3 separate regions of the Mus musculus genome follow, and regions 1 and 2 are each linked to region 3. A link is a contact called in public Hi-C and targeted proximity ligation data. All regions are on one chromosome and are shown on one strand. The core of a region is the stretch at or near the end of the contact, and the rest is flanking DNA. Distances in the headings are between cores, read along the strand shown.

Region 1 (2,700 bases), core at 144-2,643, 130 kb before region 3:
CAAAGCCCAGGAGCTGGAAAGATAAACAAAGTAGAATTGAGTCCAACTTCAGAGGACTTGGGTTCAATTCTCACATAGTGGCACACAACTATCTGTAACTATAGTTCAAAAGGATGTGATGTCCTTGTTCTGGCTTATGCAGTCATCAGATATACATGGGGTTCATAAACATACATGTAGGTAAAACACCCATACATATAAAATAATTGGGGGGTGACTTCAGTGGTTAAGACACTTGTTGCTCTTCTAGAGAACCCAGGTTCAATTCCCAGCACCTACATGGTGGTTCACAACCATTCTCAACTCAAATTTGAGGGAATCCAGTGCCTTCTTCTGATCTCCTCAGTCATCTGACATGTACATACATCCAGGCAACACAATAACACATGAAATAAAATTAATATAATACATAAATACATGCACACATACATACATGCCAAAGTCCAGCATGTTAGCGCTGAAGCAGGAGAATTACTTAAGTCCAAGAAGATGGAACCAGCCTGGACAATGTTAAGAGACTCCATCTCTTTAAAAGAAAGACATAAAGACAAAAAGCAAAAACAAAGGAGGAGGGTAAAGGAAGTCTAGGGAGTAGAAAAAAGAAAAGGAAAAAGTTAACTACTACCAAGAAAAATCCAGACTTACTTTTTGTCAACTAATTCAAATAGTTCAAGTACTATAGTTTGTTCCTGCATAAATATGCATGTTCAACTTGAATGAATAGCCAGAATCCCCTTCCAATGGGAGCTGTCTAAGAAGCATTACATTAGGCAGTTCTGTCATTTTGTTCTCACATCACAGACTCAGACGGCGTGATGTTACTGGGTAACATACTCTATGGAACCACTGCCACATGCACGGTCTGTGGACGTTGGAAACATCATTAAGCAGCCCACAACCAGACATGGGAAGCTGTTTCTGGTTTGCACAATTTCAAAAGTAACTGTCACATGTATAAGAAAAATGAGATACTCCTAGTAGGAAAAGGAGATTCTTGGTTCTGTTTTAAACTGAGGTCGGACTGGGAAGGGAAGGGGTATGTAAGAGCAATGGCAGACGAGGAGCAAGGCTCGCCCAGAAACATACATACGAGAGAAAAAGGGAACAAAGGCCTTCGAAAATGGTATGGATTATTCTGAGGGGAAGGAAAGCTACACATGCCAGAATAGGGGTGAACACAAGTAGGAAAAGAAATGAAGAGCTTTCTATTAAAACATCGAATACTCTCCAAACCTCTGACCCACAAGGCAGGATGGTGGTATTAACAGACAAGCCAAACAGGAAAGAGAAGTGCCTACAGCCAGACAAGAGACAGGGCAGTAACAGCACAAAAGCCTGTCCCGAGGATCACGGGGGTAAAAGCACTTGCTGTCAAGCCTGGCAACCTTTGATTCCTGGAACTCACATCATAGGCAGGCAAAATGACTTCCACAAGTTGACCTCTGATCCCCACTCACACATACAGAGAGGCACACAAAATAAGTGAATAACAATGTAACTTTAAAAAATGTAATATTGGGGCTGGTGAGATGGCTCAGCGGTTAAGAGCACTGACTGCTCTTCCGAAGGTCCTGAGTTCAAATCCCAGCTACCACATGGTGGCTCACAACCATCTGTAATGGGATCTGATGTCCTCTTCAGTGTAACTTACACATAAAAAATGTAATATTAAAGGTGAAAGAAAAACTGGTTAAACTGTACTTGATTGTGACTCAGTTATACTATAACAACTCAGTTAGACTACAGCATAGCTAATACATAATCTTAAGCTGTGGTAATAACCAGTACCCCAGAGCTCGTGTCTCTAGCTGCGTATGTAGAAGATGGCCTGGTCGGCCACCATTGGGAAGAGAGGCCCCTTGGTCTTGCAAAGTTTATATGCCTCAGTACAGGGGAACAGCAGGGCCACGAAGTAGGAATGAGTGGGTAGGGGAGCAGGGCGGGGGAGGATATAGGGGGCTTTCGGGATAGCATTTGAAATGTAAATGAAGAAAATACCTAATAAAAAAATTGGAAAAAGAAAAAAAATGTAATAAATAAAACCTGTCCCAGTCCATGGAAGATAGATACTATCTCACTGTGACCTACCCTGGACAGATGGCATCTTACTGGACTATATCACATTATGTCACCAAATACAGTGTCTTACTTTGAAGGAAACTGAAGACTGACAACCACACTGGTATCCAAAATGGCCAGAAGTTACAAAAGACTCAACCACTTTAATGGCAAAACAAGTAGGTTTGGAAACACTTCTTTTCCGTTATTATGTATAACAGAAAACCTATCCTGTGGAGCAAGAATAAATAAGAACCAAAGAAGAAAGTAAAGATCACGGAGAGCAGAAGCTAGAGCTTGCTAAGGAGAGACTGCAGCATGTGGAGAGCCTCTGCGAGGGCAGCTTCATTCTAGGAGAAGGCCACACTAAATGACTGCCACTCAGCCTATCAAAACTGTTTTGATGTACAAGGTACAAATTATAGCTATATATATGGCTGTCATAGAACCCCTGGAAGAAAATAGGAAGGCTCTACAAGCTTAGTGACCATGACCCTGCATAACCTTTCTCTATTACGGTAACTTTAGTGAAATATAATGGCATTAAAAAATAGGAAATGACAGCCAACAAATGAATAAAAAGACTGAAAACAATGAACTATCTAAAAAGTCTAATATCCACACAAAACCAGCATAACATGT
Region 2 (2,700 bases), core at 197-2,696, 140 kb after region 3:
TACTGCAGCGCTGTTTTTTCTCAAGGGCAGAGAGCATGAGCAGCACCTTTGGGCTGTAGCCTCGGCATCTTAGAATAGGAAGTTCAGCCTTGGTATTGGCTGCTTGTGTTAGGTGCTGGGTTTATTAATCAGGATGCCTTTTAGCAACATGTATGTTAAAGTAAGCCAAAGCTTACTGTCAGTGACTTGGAGGCATGGCCCACAGCTCAGGAAGAGCCAAGGCTTGGGTGTCATTTTGCCACTCTTGCCTGGCAGGAGATGACATCTAGAAGTGTATAGGACAGGCACCTGTTGTGTCCTTTGCCCTTTTTCTTACCTATGCTTTAGCTATCTTGTGAGGTTTTTTTTTTTCTTTTTTGACCCTGGAGAGTGTGTCCATGGCACATGTGTGGAAGTTAGACGACAAGTCAGTGCTGTCCTTCCATTGTGCTAAACTCAGGCGCCTGCCAGTGTGGTTACCTAGTCAGTGTTGTGTTTAGAAGTTAAGGTTTTACCAGAATATCCTGACCATAATTCAACAAGCATCGGAACTTTCTCCCAGGGCTTCAGGCATGCCTCGTGTATGGACAGGGCCTGCTGTTGGCCTGCTCGCTTCTCTTTCCCCTGCCTTTTCTTGCAGTTTGGCAGCTGGTAGAAGTCCTGCTTTGACAGGTGTACACGGCAACATTGCTACCTAGGCCCAAGGAAGACATTCTTTCTCTAAGCAAGGCCTGAGAGATGGGGTCTCAGGAGGGCCACGGTGACTTTCTGCTTTAGCACCCAGGAGTGAAGACAACAAGACATCCCATGTCCAAAATGAGTCCTCCAGTCTAAGTTCCAGTGCCCTTTGGAGGGTCATGGTTTTCTAGGCCTTGGTACCTTACTGGCTTGTCTGTCTCCTATAGTTAGTGATAAGGTGTCTGAAATGTGAAAACTCAAGTAGCACCCAAAACTGGACAGGCACTGCCCTCAACACAAGCCAATACAGTGCCCAACAGACATGCCAGTAGAGAGAGTTTATGCGGTCTAAAGGAGCTCCTGCCTGGGCATGGAGGTCTCACTGGCTCGTTCTCCTGCTCAGGCGGCCTGCCTTTCTATGCCATCACTCTTTTCAGGTGGCCTTTGCCAGTCGGTCAGGCAAAAATCCTTGTGCCTGATAAATGGGAGACTTTCACGTGCTGCTTAGGGTTTTCTGGATTCTAAACTACAAATGGCCCTTGTACAGACTTGATTCACATGCTTTGCCAGCATAGTCTAAGAGCTCAAGGCAACACTAGTGTTCTTTTGTTGTGCTTCTTTATGGTGCACACAGAGCGGCATGCTACTGTGTTAAGTGACATCCCGGAGCAGCCGCAGTCGGTGGCCATACGTACGGTGTGCCCTTTGTGAGTTGGAACTGAAGCTGTAATGTAGGTAGCATAACAGTGGTCAGGAACTCAGTGTCTGGAGCCACAGCCAAGCTCAAGTACCAGCTCTCAGCAGCTGGCATGTGGAGATAGATCACCTGCCTAAGGAAGCTTGGTTCCTTCATAGGTATGTTAAGAGTCACTCTAGGTCATCATGTGACTTGTGTGCAGTATCCAGCAGGTAGCTGTCAGGAGAATTGTATGCCCCGCCTCCCCCAAAGTTACCATCCAGCTTATGCATTTGGGATTTATTGACCGTTACAAAAGAGAGAAAGTGCCCTCAGCAAGGGCAGCTAGGGCACTCCTGCCTCCGTGGACATCAGGGCCCTGACTGAATCTCAATACACTTTGAAATGGTTGACTCACAGTTCGTCGTGTCCACCAGCTTTCCTCCTCTAGACTTAGCATCATGGAAGCCCCATCTCTCACAAGTATTCTTAAGTGTCTGCATAGTGACTCACCCCTGGCACTCTTGGAGAGTCTTAATCACATTTTCCTGCTTCCTGCTTTCAGTGAGCTCACCTTTTCGCTGGACTTTTAGTGAGATGATACTTTTCAAATAAACTCTGAATACTTTGACAGAAATACAAGGGCAATCTTTTCTGAAACAGTGTGCCAAGTGTAGTCTGTGCTCAGATCACAAACATAAGTTTGCTCAGATCACAAACATAAGTTTGGTCAGTGCTTGGCACTGCTACCTACAGGGAGTCTAAGAAAGGGAGGGTCTGGGAGAAATTGGACTTAGAGTCAACTTAAAATGGAATTCAGCTAACGGACTAAATTAAGAACTAAGTAAAGAGAGCCTTTGACGCCAAGAGTCCAATTAGAAGAGGCTCTCTAAAGGAGGAAACTAGCCAGGTGAAGCGTGTCCATAGCAGAGGGACTCACGAGCCCAAGCTCACAAGTCGGAAGGCCTAATCTGGAAAGCTGCTGCTTCACGGATGGAGAAAAGAAAGAATGTGACTTAGTTGAAGGTTTCAGCCTTTATTCTCAGGACATCAGGGTGTTGCAAGGGTTGCCTTCCAGGGGGACATGAGACAATGAGACAAGTCATTCTGCCTCTGGGGAGATAAGAGTGGGCCAGTGCCCTGCGTGGGCCAGGCAGGAGGTAGTGCCATGTGGGACGGTGACTTAACTGCAGGCAGTTAGGGAAGGAAGAATCAGGGATGATCAGCTTGGGCAGTGGATAGATGGAATATACTACTGACAGGGTAGAGAACTGAGGGAGAAGCTGCCAGAGCTCTGGGCGACAGTGCAGGCCTATCAGCCCTGGAGCAGCTTCAATCAGTGTTCAGGAGGGCTAGAGGCATAGGAA
Region 3 (2,700 bases), core at 168-2,667:
GTGCGTTTTCACTAATTAGAAGGTTTAGGACAGAGTAGAGAAAAATATGTATTTCAGAGTCCCAGTTTGACTTGCCAGAAACCAGCCCATTACTAACATTCTTATTTTCGACAAAATATAGCATTCTGATTACACACCATCTTGGTCCCATGGCTCTCAGCCTGCCAGGCTCCCGGAAGTGGCCCACGACCACGGCAAAGAGTAAGACAGCAATCCCAAAACGGAGATGCACTCGGAGCCCCTGGGGACTGAGTGCTTGGACACTCTGACGGAGGCAAGTCCTTCCTTGGGACAGCGGCAGCTTTCTCTCAAGGTCTCCTGGCTTGTTCTACCAGGTACAGGACAGCCACTCAGGTTCATATATAGGAAGAGCAGCCCATCAGACAACTCCCCCAAGAGGATAATTGTGACATTGCAGCCTGTCCCCAGGTCCGTTTCACATACGTTAACCGTGTCTCAGACACCAAGGAGCAGAACCCAGGGGCCCCTTTGGCGAGTTTCATGATCTGGAAAGAGGGAGAGAGGGAGAGGAAGAGGGGGAGGGGCAAGAGGAGGGGACAGAAAGTGAGAACACACATGCAGGTGTTTAGGCTACATGTATGTCAATATACAATGCACATACCTGGTGCCTGCAGGGGTAGAAGAGACACAGACCCTTAAAGTAATTTCAAAGAAACCATTTACAATGCAAATAGGCTTCCACTCTCTACCTCTTTGAGCTTCAGTTTCCCCATCTCTCATCCTGGGGTTGTGGTGGTTCCATCTCAGCCACTGGGCAGCGGCCAGCACAAGCCTCAGTTGTTTAATCTGTTGTTTTCTGGGTGTTCCAAAGGAGGACGCATTTATTTACAAAGGAAATCGTCACTAACCACACCTAGTGTAAGAAGCACACACACCCAGGAATTGTTCTCATCAGACCACTGTCTAAGTATCAAAAGCAGCGCAAGCACAAACTACACAGAACTTCTGGGAACGGCACAGGGCTCCTGCTGTGCCACGTTTACCCTGCATATGGCCTGGGACCCTCACCCATCTTTAGCAAAAAACTAAGCTGAGCAGCCGGGCTTCGTGGACTCTGTGGACACCGGGATTTTCCTGGCAGCCACCATACGGTGCATCTGCACAGTGACCTGAGCCTGGGCTCCCCTTTCACTGAGGACCAGCACTAGATGCAAAGGCTTGGAACTGCAATGTCTGCTCAACATATATGAAGCCCTGGGTACTGTCCCCAGCATCGGGAAAGAGCCACTGACACTCAAGGTCAGGAAGAGATCAGAGTCCTTGTGTCCCCAAGACCGATGCAGATTAAGAATTCAGCAAGGATGAACTTAGGGACCCAGGACTGGAGCTGCAGTCAGGCTGTGGTGCCTCGGTGCCACACCCTGAGAACTACTGCCAACCCTGCAACAGTCAGTCAGACCTGCCAGCTAGCTGGCACTGACGCATTTCCACGGAGGTGGGAGAAGGTGGGATGGCCCAGGCCCTCCCCTGCGGGCCAGAGAGGGAAGTGGTTCCCGTGTGGCCACAAAGATCACATTGTTCTGTCCTCGGAGAGGAAACTGGAGAACCGATTTCAGAAACAAGCCTACCTTTGTACCAGCGCCTGTTTCCTTTAAGTAGTGCAGAGACGAGTCAGAAACCCGCGAAACTTATCATCGCTCTCCAAAGTCTGTTTATTGAGCCAAACTTGCAAGTTTCTGCTTTCAAACAAGCCACAGCTCCTGGAAAAAAAGTGGGAACCCAGGTGCCAAGGCACAGGGGCCACCGCCCAAAATGGTGACAGGCGCCAACTCAGGATCCAATGACAATTCTGTCCACCATGTGGCCAAATGGACAGGCAAAAACAATGAAGGGAAAGACACAAACCATCTCTGGGGGCGTAGAGATGAAATTCTAGCCCCTGGCCTTCTGGCCTCAACCAAGCTTATCAGGGCACAGACGTGCCTGGAGGATTCTATGTGAGTCTGGACTCTAGCTGTCTTGGAGCCTCAGGGGCAGCAGGTCCAGAAGTTGGTGAGGATGCAGAAGAACCCAGGAGCCCTTCCCACAGTGCCTGTTATGGACACCAGGACACACGGACTGTGCAGAGACCCAAGGATAACCCAAACTCCCTACTGAAGAAATCCAGAGAGAAGCTCTAGTCTGGCTCTGTTCTGGGGCAGGTCCTGGCTTGCTGACCCCCACAGATCCCATGCCTGCCCGCCTTCCTAGACTGCTATCTGCCAAATGGTCCTTAGTCCCCATAGGAGGTGGATTTGCAGTCACCTGTGCTACAGATGAGAAGACTGAGGCCTAATAAAGGCAAGGAACCTTGCAAAGTACCACCTGGGGCAACTCAGCCCAGAGGACTCAGGTGCCTGGTGGGGGAGGGGACTGTCTCTCCACAACACTTAGGTTGATTCATTAGAGAACTAGGTGTGGGACTCAAACTTACGACCCCTGCACTCCAGAGGCTGAGGCGGCAGGATCACAAGTCAAGACAGTCTAGGTGGACTAATAAGATCCTGTCTCAAAAACAGGGGGAGTGTTTTCTGGAGAGACTGCTCAGGGGTTAAGAGCACCAGCTGCTCTTCCAGAGAACCTGAGTTCCATTGCCAGCACCCACACGACTGCTCACAATCATGTAACTCTACATCCAAGGGATCCAGTCATGCAAAGCCACAGATGCAGTCAAAACACTCACGCATATAAAAATAAACC

Evidence for each region. A called contact is a pair of places that touch in the nucleus more often than the background predicts.
Region 1: a Hi-C map of liver shows a contact between it and region 3, with 1.4 times the contacts expected there.
Region 2: a contact with region 3 is called in a targeted proximity ligation map of pancreatic cancer cells. A contact is called at or near these places in 1 of 130 datasets of targeted methods (pancreatic cancer cells) and 2 of 9 other capture datasets (adipose tissue and pancreatic islet).

The regions. Positions count from the first base shown.
Region 1 is chr19:3,538,273-3,540,972 of GRCm38.p6, forward strand. The region is part of intron 2 of Ppp6r3 (protein phosphatase 6, regulatory subunit 3); the gene reads right to left. Among named protein-coding and RNA genes, the nearest start is that of Ppp6r3, 36 kb to the right of the region's middle.
Region 2 is chr19:3,809,210-3,811,909 of GRCm38.p6, forward strand. All of the region lies in intron 10 of Kmt5b (lysine methyltransferase 5B), which reads left to right. Among named protein-coding and RNA genes, the nearest start is that of Gm16066, 6.4 kb to the left of the region's middle.
Region 3 is chr19:3,667,809-3,670,508 of GRCm38.p6, forward strand. All of the region lies in intron 1 of Lrp5 (low density lipoprotein receptor-related protein 5), which reads right to left. Among named protein-coding and RNA genes, the nearest start is that of Gm36672, 17 kb to the right of the region's middle.